2 separate regions of the Zea mays genome follow, and region 2 is linked to region 1. A link is a contact called in public Hi-C data. All regions are on one chromosome and are shown on one strand. The core of a region is the stretch at or near the end of the contact, and the rest is flanking DNA. Distances in the headings are between cores, read along the strand shown.

What was found. Hi-C and Micro-C count contacts between places; a contact is called where the count stands out from the background.
Region 2: a Hi-C map of bundle sheath shows a contact between it and region 1, with 3 times the contacts expected there. The contact joins the promoter of LOC100283243 here to the promoter of LOC103654095 in region 1. A contact is called at or near these places in 2 of 25 Hi-C or Micro-C datasets (bundle sheath and ear).

The regions. Positions count from the first base shown.
Region 1 is chr4:174,730,254-174,733,936 of Zm-B73-REFERENCE-NAM-5.0, forward strand. It overlaps LOC103654095 (cytochrome P450 714C3), which reads right to left and starts at 1,623. Exons shown (of 2, transcript XM_008680901.2): 1 at 919-1,623; 2 at 1-828. The coding sequence starts at 1,422.
Region 2 is chr4:175,085,748-175,089,430 of Zm-B73-REFERENCE-NAM-5.0, forward strand. It overlaps LOC100283243, which reads right to left and starts at 1,584. Exons shown (of 3, transcript NM_001156145.2): 1 at 671-1,584. The coding sequence starts at 1,427. LOC103654099 (RING/U-box superfamily protein) reads right to left here. Exons shown (of 7, transcript XM_008680923.4): 4 at 3,448-3,683; 5 at 3,156-3,321; 6 at 2,828-2,930; 7 at 2,001-2,729. The coding sequence ends at 2,612.

The sequences.
Region 1 (3,683 bases), core at 373-2,872:
CCGGAACTCGTGCGCGTCGTCGCCCCACAGGTCCACGTCGTGGTGCATGGCCACCACGTCCACCCACATGTTGGTGCCACGCGGGATGACGACAGCGGCCCCCTTGCCCTCCGCCACCTGCACGTCCTCCAGAGCCTGCCGCTGCACGTTGGGCGACGGCGGGTAGAGGCGCAGCACCTCGCTCATGACCCACCCCATCTTGGTGAGGCGGCCAAGCGCGGCGGCGTCGAGCTTCTGGCCTTGGTCGTCCTTATTGCCGAGCTCGCGCTCCACCTCCTCCCGCAGCGCGTCCTGCCAGTCCGGGTGCGCGGCGAGCATGAGCAGCGTCCACGACAGCGCCAGCGCCGTGGTCTCGTGCCCGCCGAAGAAGAAGGTCTTGCACTCGTCCACCAGCTCCCTCGTGGTGAGCCGCCGGTCGGTGGCTTCCTCCGTCCCGGCCAGCAGCAGCGACAGGAGGTCCTTCCCCTGGCGGCGGCGGCGGCGCGCGTCGTGGATGATGTCCATGAGCAGCGCGTCGATCTGGCGTCCCAGGCGCCACGCGTCGTAGGTTTTCCGCACGTGCAGCAGGCGCGCCAGCGGCACCCCGACGAGGCGGTTGGACTGGAACAGCATCGCCTGCATGGCCTGCAGCTTCCGGAACACCCGCGCGCCGGCCTCGTCGTCGGTCACCCCAAAGCTCGCCTTGGCGATGATCTCGGCGGCGTTCCGGACCACGCCCCGCTCCACGTCGACGACGGCGCCGTCCTGCTGGTCGCCGGACGCCGCCACCGCGTCGCCCCACTCGGCCAGCATCTTGGCGGTGGTCTCCTGCATGAGCCCGATCATGTCCTGCATATATGCACACCGTACCGGGGTCGGTCAGCGTCAACAACTTTTGTGAGTGAGTGAGTGCATGGAGAGATATTGAGTAGTACGTACGTTGAGGTTTGTGGCGGAGAAGGCTGGCGCGATGATGTGTCGGTGCCGGGTCCACTCTTCGCCCTCGGCCATGACGAGGCCCCGGCCGAACATGGGCATGCGGTCGCGGCGGAACACGTCGGGCTTCCCCCAGCGCTTGCCCAGCGCGCCGGCGGTGGCGGCCTTGAGGAACTCCGGGTGGGCCACGTACAGGAACGGCTCCGTGCCCAGCCAGTAGACGAAGACCTTGCCGAAGGACTCGCGCCAGCGGGCGAAGTAGGGGAAGACGGCGGCGTGGATGTCGCCGCTGGCGACGGCGGAGGACTTGTTGTTGTTGGCCTGGGCCTGGGCCTGCAGCGAGGCCGTGATCTCGGGGAGGTTGCCGAAGGGGAAGGACGGGCGTGGCCCGTCGAAGCCCGCCCCGCGGAGGCGGCGCCTGGCTGCGGCCGGTGCCAGCCACGCCGCGTAGATGAAGGCGCAGAGCAGCAGGACCGCCGCCGCCGCTATCGCTACGGCGCCGTCCATACTAATGCTAGCTTTCTGCAGAGATCAGTGCAAAGACGGTGATCGATCGGCGAGGGATCGAGGGAGAGAGGTGGCTTGCCCGGCCGCTGCTAGTGCTAGGCTGCTAGCTAGCTTGTGGTGGTGTGTTCTGTCTCGATTTGGATGAGGAGAGGTGGTGCATGGCGCTGGGGTTTATATAGCTAGCCTGCTGGTGGGGAGGGCGGCGAGGTCGGAGAAGTGAAGGAACGAGAACGATGAGGCGCCGACGCAGCCGACGGGTGGGGGTACGTGGGTGCGGTGGTCGTCCGTGTGGCCGTGTGCGGGAGTTTGACCGAGCGAGAGGCTAGAGCGGACGCGGGGGTACAGGAGAATGAAGCAGGCTGGGTCAGAGACTCGGAGACGACACGACACCGACCGAAAGGATATGATGTTGCATGCAGCATGTCATGCGGCCGGTCAAAATCAAAATCATCGCTATCAAAGCCGTCAACAGAATCGCCATGATGATAAATATGGCCGAAATGCTCTCCCAGTTTCATACCGCGGGCTGTGCGTTCGTGACATCGTGTATCCATGCGCTGCCAATATTATTATTCGATCGTCTAATCAATTACTACTTTATTTAATTATTATTACACTATGCATATGGTACCCTCTGACTGCACACTACTAGTACTGTATAACCTTTTTTTTATTAATGCTAAAGCTGATGTCAGTCCGACACAAAATGCGAAAAGTAAAAAGAAAAAGAAAAAGAAAAAGAAAAAAAGGACACCGTGTGTGTGTCTGTCTGACAGTGGGATGTGCCTGTCTCTGTCTGTCAGTGGGTGACATATGGGACCTATCTGTCAGCGAGTTCCTCTTCCTCTTTTCTTCTTGTCTTGGCGCGTTCCGTGGAGCGCGCGAGCCGGCCATCCATGATGCATGGGATCTCGTTGCCACGCGCGCGGCGGCGGAGGAGGAGAACAGAGGGGAGCCAGCCGACGGCCGTCCATGGCTGCTGGGTCGCTGGAAGTGGATGCCCGCTTGTCTCTAGAATCATATTTATTTATTTAGGGCAAATTTATTTATGCACATAGAATAGAATCTTTGCTGGGTGGGTGCCAAAGCAAGCAAGGACTTGAGGGTGACCTGCACTGCATGGGCCACCACACCATGGACTGCTGCAACTGCATGCTGCTCGCTCATCTTCGCATCATGCATCAGACAGACGACGACGGATGGTGGATGGAGACGCGCGCGGTGCGGTCAACAACGCAAGGAAGTTACAGCTGGCTAGCGCCGCGTTCATGCATTCTCCATATGGCCGGCCGGCCGGCTGGCTTGGTCGTCGTCGTCGTCCTCCTCTACCGAGTACCGACCTCGATCGCCGCTCACCTGAGAGATCGAGAGCAGTCATTCAACTCCGGCCAGGGCGCGCGCGCCACACGTGGATCGCTTTCTTCCCCAATGGTTTCCGCCTCTCTTTCCGTTTCCGCCTCTCTTTCCGTTTCTGGATTGGACGGAGCGACCTGCACTCTCATGCGGCTTCTTGCTTTTGGCCGGCAATATTTCTAGTCAACAACGTTTGCTTCTTTTCTTTCCTTTACTATTGGATGATAGAGCCTATTAAGCTCGTCGTCGTTTTGGATAGAATGATAGATAGGCTAGCCTGCTACCGACTTGGATTTGCATGGACACATATAAAGAACTGGGATCGATGCATCCATGCTATGGAACAAATCAGCAGGGAAGGGTGTACTGCTACATGCTGCAGCTACAATCTATAGAGAAAAAATAAATATAAAAACCGATAGATTAATTAAAGCCGCAGCGAACATATATGTTTAATCAGTGCCTCCCCCACCAGCAAGTAGAGTGCGATACCTGTCGGCGTTTCGAGACCGGGGGTCCCTAAGCCGACGAGTGAATGTCGCCGCGTGCCCCAGCCCAGATGGGTCGACGCGAGGCCGAGCGCGAAGGGGGGAAGTGAGGTGGCCGGAGATGGGCGTGAGAGAGGTGGAAATCCCGCGGCCTTCGTGTTCGTCCCGCGCCCAGGTCGGGTGCGCTTGCAGTAGGGGGTTACAAGCGTCCACGCGGGAGAGGGAGCGAGCGGCCTCACGCGAGCGCCTGTCTCCTCCTCGTCCCCGCGCGGCCAACCCTCTCTAAGAGGGCCCTGGTCCTTCCTTTTATAGGCGTAAGGAGAGGATCCAGGTGTACAATGGGGGGTATAGCAGAGTGCTACGTGTCTAGCGGAGGAGAGCTAGCGCCCTAAGTACATGCCGTCGTGGCAGCCAGAGAGA
Region 2 (3,683 bases), core at 334-2,833, 360 kb after region 1:
TTTTATGCACTACTATGATGGAAATATTTTATATGTTATTGTTTCATAATTTTTTTCTCGTATATGTGTCCTACTTATTGGTTTGTAACAAAGTTGAACTGCAAAGGGTAAAACAGACAATCGCCACAGACCACCAACTCTCAGCAGACACTTGCCAAACGGTTTTTAAAATGATTCTGATTCTCTAGAAGAAACAGGAGGATCAGCTCCTCACGAGGATCAGGATCTGGAGCTAAAGAAGCAGGAGCCAGAGCTTTACCAAACGGGCCCTTAATTCCCTCGAATCCCCTGTATGTTATCATACTCTTTCCAGCATGTTGACGTAGTCGTAGCATAAATTTTGCATTAGTAGTATTCCTTTGGAATGCTCGGACTACCCGCCTTGTTCCATTAAGCAAACCATTAGACGGATGTTTTCTCAGTAATATAATTGGACAATTAACCTTAGGATGTTTTGAGCGACTTGTTCTGGGCATTTTCGAGGAGCTAAACAATGTACAATCTCGACGGAGCTGAGCTGAGAGAAAAGTGCGTAAAGATACGTGCTCATAATCTCGAGGATTTTTGGTAACCAAAACGAACCACGGACGGATCGGGAGAAGATAAGGTCCCGCACTGCCATTGCATGTGATGTGAGACTATGCGAGGAGAAGGAGGAGCGTATACGTACCGGCGATGGGCGGCGCTGCGGCGACGACGTCGGGGAGGTCGAAGTTGATGCCCTCGGTGATTGTGGGGACCCTGCGCATGATCATCTCGAGGCAGGCGCCGGAGCTTCCCCCGACGTCTACGAGCGTGGCGACGCCGCGAAACCCGCCGGCGGCGCCGTAGCCGTCGAGGAGGGCACCCATGAAGGGCTCGGATACCCCCGCCATGGCGCGGAGCATGACCCGGTTGGCGTCCTGGTCCTTGCCGTAGTAGGCGTAGGCGGTGACCCCGGCGTTGGCGCGCGCGAACGGCTCGGGCCCCGCGGGGTCAAGCACGGCCTCGTGCAGGCGGGGCCACGCCGCCACCAGCGCGTCCTGGTGGTGCTGCAGCACGTAGTCGGCGTAGGACGCGCCCGAGGCGGGCCCCGGCACCAGGGTGCGGCCCACCGCGGTGAGCGCGAATAGCCGCCGCCGCGTGGTGGGCGTGGACTCGGTGGACTCGGAGAAAACGCCGCGGGACGCCAGCAGGCGGAGCAGCCGCTCCAGGACGGACGGGTCCGGGTGGCCCGGCGGGAGGAGGTCGGCCGCTGACATGGGCGCGTTGGCGCCGCCCGCCCACACCGCGGCCGGCACGCCCAGCCGGATCACGGCCGCCAGCGCCATCGGCACCGACACCATGTTCGCCAGCTCCATCATCGCCAGCCTGGCCTCCGCCGGGGACATGTCGTCCCTCGCGGCGGCGGCGGCGGCGGTGGCGCCGTTTGCGGACGGCGGCGGCATTGCTTTTGGTGGTTTGGATTGACGGCACGCCGCACGCTACGGGAGGGGAATGGCGTGCGCGCGCGCGTGTTCAGTTCAGTGTGTGGTGGAGGGAGCGACAGGACAGGATTTCTACTGCAGTACTGCTACAGCGGCGGACGGGACTCGTGTGTGATCTGGAGACTCCCAAGACTGCAACGGCCTGATCACATTCACATGACCCCGTCGGCCCCGCGCCGAAAATCACGAGCCCGAATCCCAATCACGACGGGCACACTCGAATGGAGACGCGATCTGTTTTTATTTATTTTCGATTTTTGAGGAATGGGGAAGCAGAGTGCACACTCGAATTTATAATACTGTTTTGATATGTTTTTTTCAGCACTGTACAAAGTAAGCCTTTTTTATTTTGAAGAATTCTTTGTATTCTCACATTTCTATGGCACTGATACTTTTTTTTTGCGTCACTGGTATTCCTGTTTATGGGGTTGTCGTCTGTTTGGCCCAGCCCCAGCATGGTTGCGATTGCAAACGCGTCGCACGTCATCTTGCAGACCATGCCTGTTGCTCCTGAGTGCGAAAGACGTATGCACAGCACAATAATACTGTACTATATTTCATCAATATTCATATGTGATATGTTTGTAAGCGTACATTCTCCGTGTAGCGTACAACAGCAGCTCGAAACATCACGGACCGTGCATTTGAAAGAGAAGTCGACTCAACCAAAGGCAACGGGAGCTGAAAGCTACATACCCACTACCACACTACGGACTGATACGCAGATGTAACGCACCAAACACTGACACATCACAGCTCAATGCTCACTGGGAGGACCAGAGAGTGATCAAGGAACCTGGTATATACCAATGCATTGCTGGTGTCTGCTTCAGTTGAGGATCAGTCAGTGTATAAATATACAGTGAAACAGCTTGCACTGGGGACACCACTTCCCAACGCAAGCTCTTCCAAAAATTAATGGCACGCCCTTTGCCGCCTGCGTCTCGGCGACACGAGCAGCAAGGCAACGAATATGCAGGCAACGTAAGTAGCCTCCCCTATAGATTCACAAAGGAGGAAAAACAGAGTTCTTTTTTGGGGGATTGGGAGGGGGTCCATTTCCTAAACAAGCTTTTCTTCACTTGCAGCAAAACTTCGCTTGCCGTCAACTTATTCCTTTCCTACTGACTGTATCTTCCACCACCTTACATTACCGAGTATGCGCGGACCACCTCCACGATGGGAGCCCGGCAGAGCGGGCACTTGCCGCCGCTGCGCACCAGCTCATTTGCACATTTCGAGCAAGTACACATGTGCCCACACCTGCCATCATCACCCGAAAGGTTTAAAGCATTACAAATCACGCATCACATACACCAGCTTGTGCACAAGGAACCTGAAATGTCATGTGGAGTACCCACCTGTACAGTAGAGAATCAATCTGTGAATCACAGCATACGCAGCAGGTTCCTGTCCTCACCTGATTCCATTTTGATCCATCGTCACACAGATCCATCGACAATCCTGACAAAAACAAGCAGTTTAATAAGACCATTCATACTTGCACAATGAGTGAAACCTACAGAAAACAAGTGGACCTCGATTGATGGTAACAGTCACTAGGAAATAAATAAATAAACTTGGTAAGCAAATAATGAAAATACGTTTCTGGTTTGGGTGCAAATCATTGTTCATATTATTAGATATAGAAACAGTACTACGATAATGATGTTAGAAGAATTGTCTGACCTTCAGGTCCTGCAAACCGATTCAAGGCAGCTGACACTTCTTGTCTCACAGAACGCTGCAATTCCAGCTGCATGTCCATGCACGCTTCCAGCATCCTCTGCATGCTGCTCATCCCTTGCTGAAGTCTACCCATGTCAGCTCTTAAATCATTAATAGCATCCCATTCCTGCAAGAAACACAGAACCAAATATATTACTTTTTTTTGACTCAACGCACTAGTTAAAAAGTTTTTTCTCCTTCTATACAAAAGCTCCATTATTGAATGTGAAGATAGCATAGGATCTGCATGTACCCTGTGTCTGCTGTTCCAGTTGTTATGACGCAGTTCTCTGTGCCATAATGGTTGTCGTGGTGGCAAAGGTGGAGGAGGGATAACAAGGGCAGGTCTATTGACAGGAGCCTGGAATTGCTGAGTTTCAGGGTTCCGTTCTTGTTCCTGATTTGCATTTGGTCCATTTGAAGGGTGCATGGCTGCATCAAGATTCCAGTTGAGGGGACCATGACCACGCTGTTGAACATATGACCTTA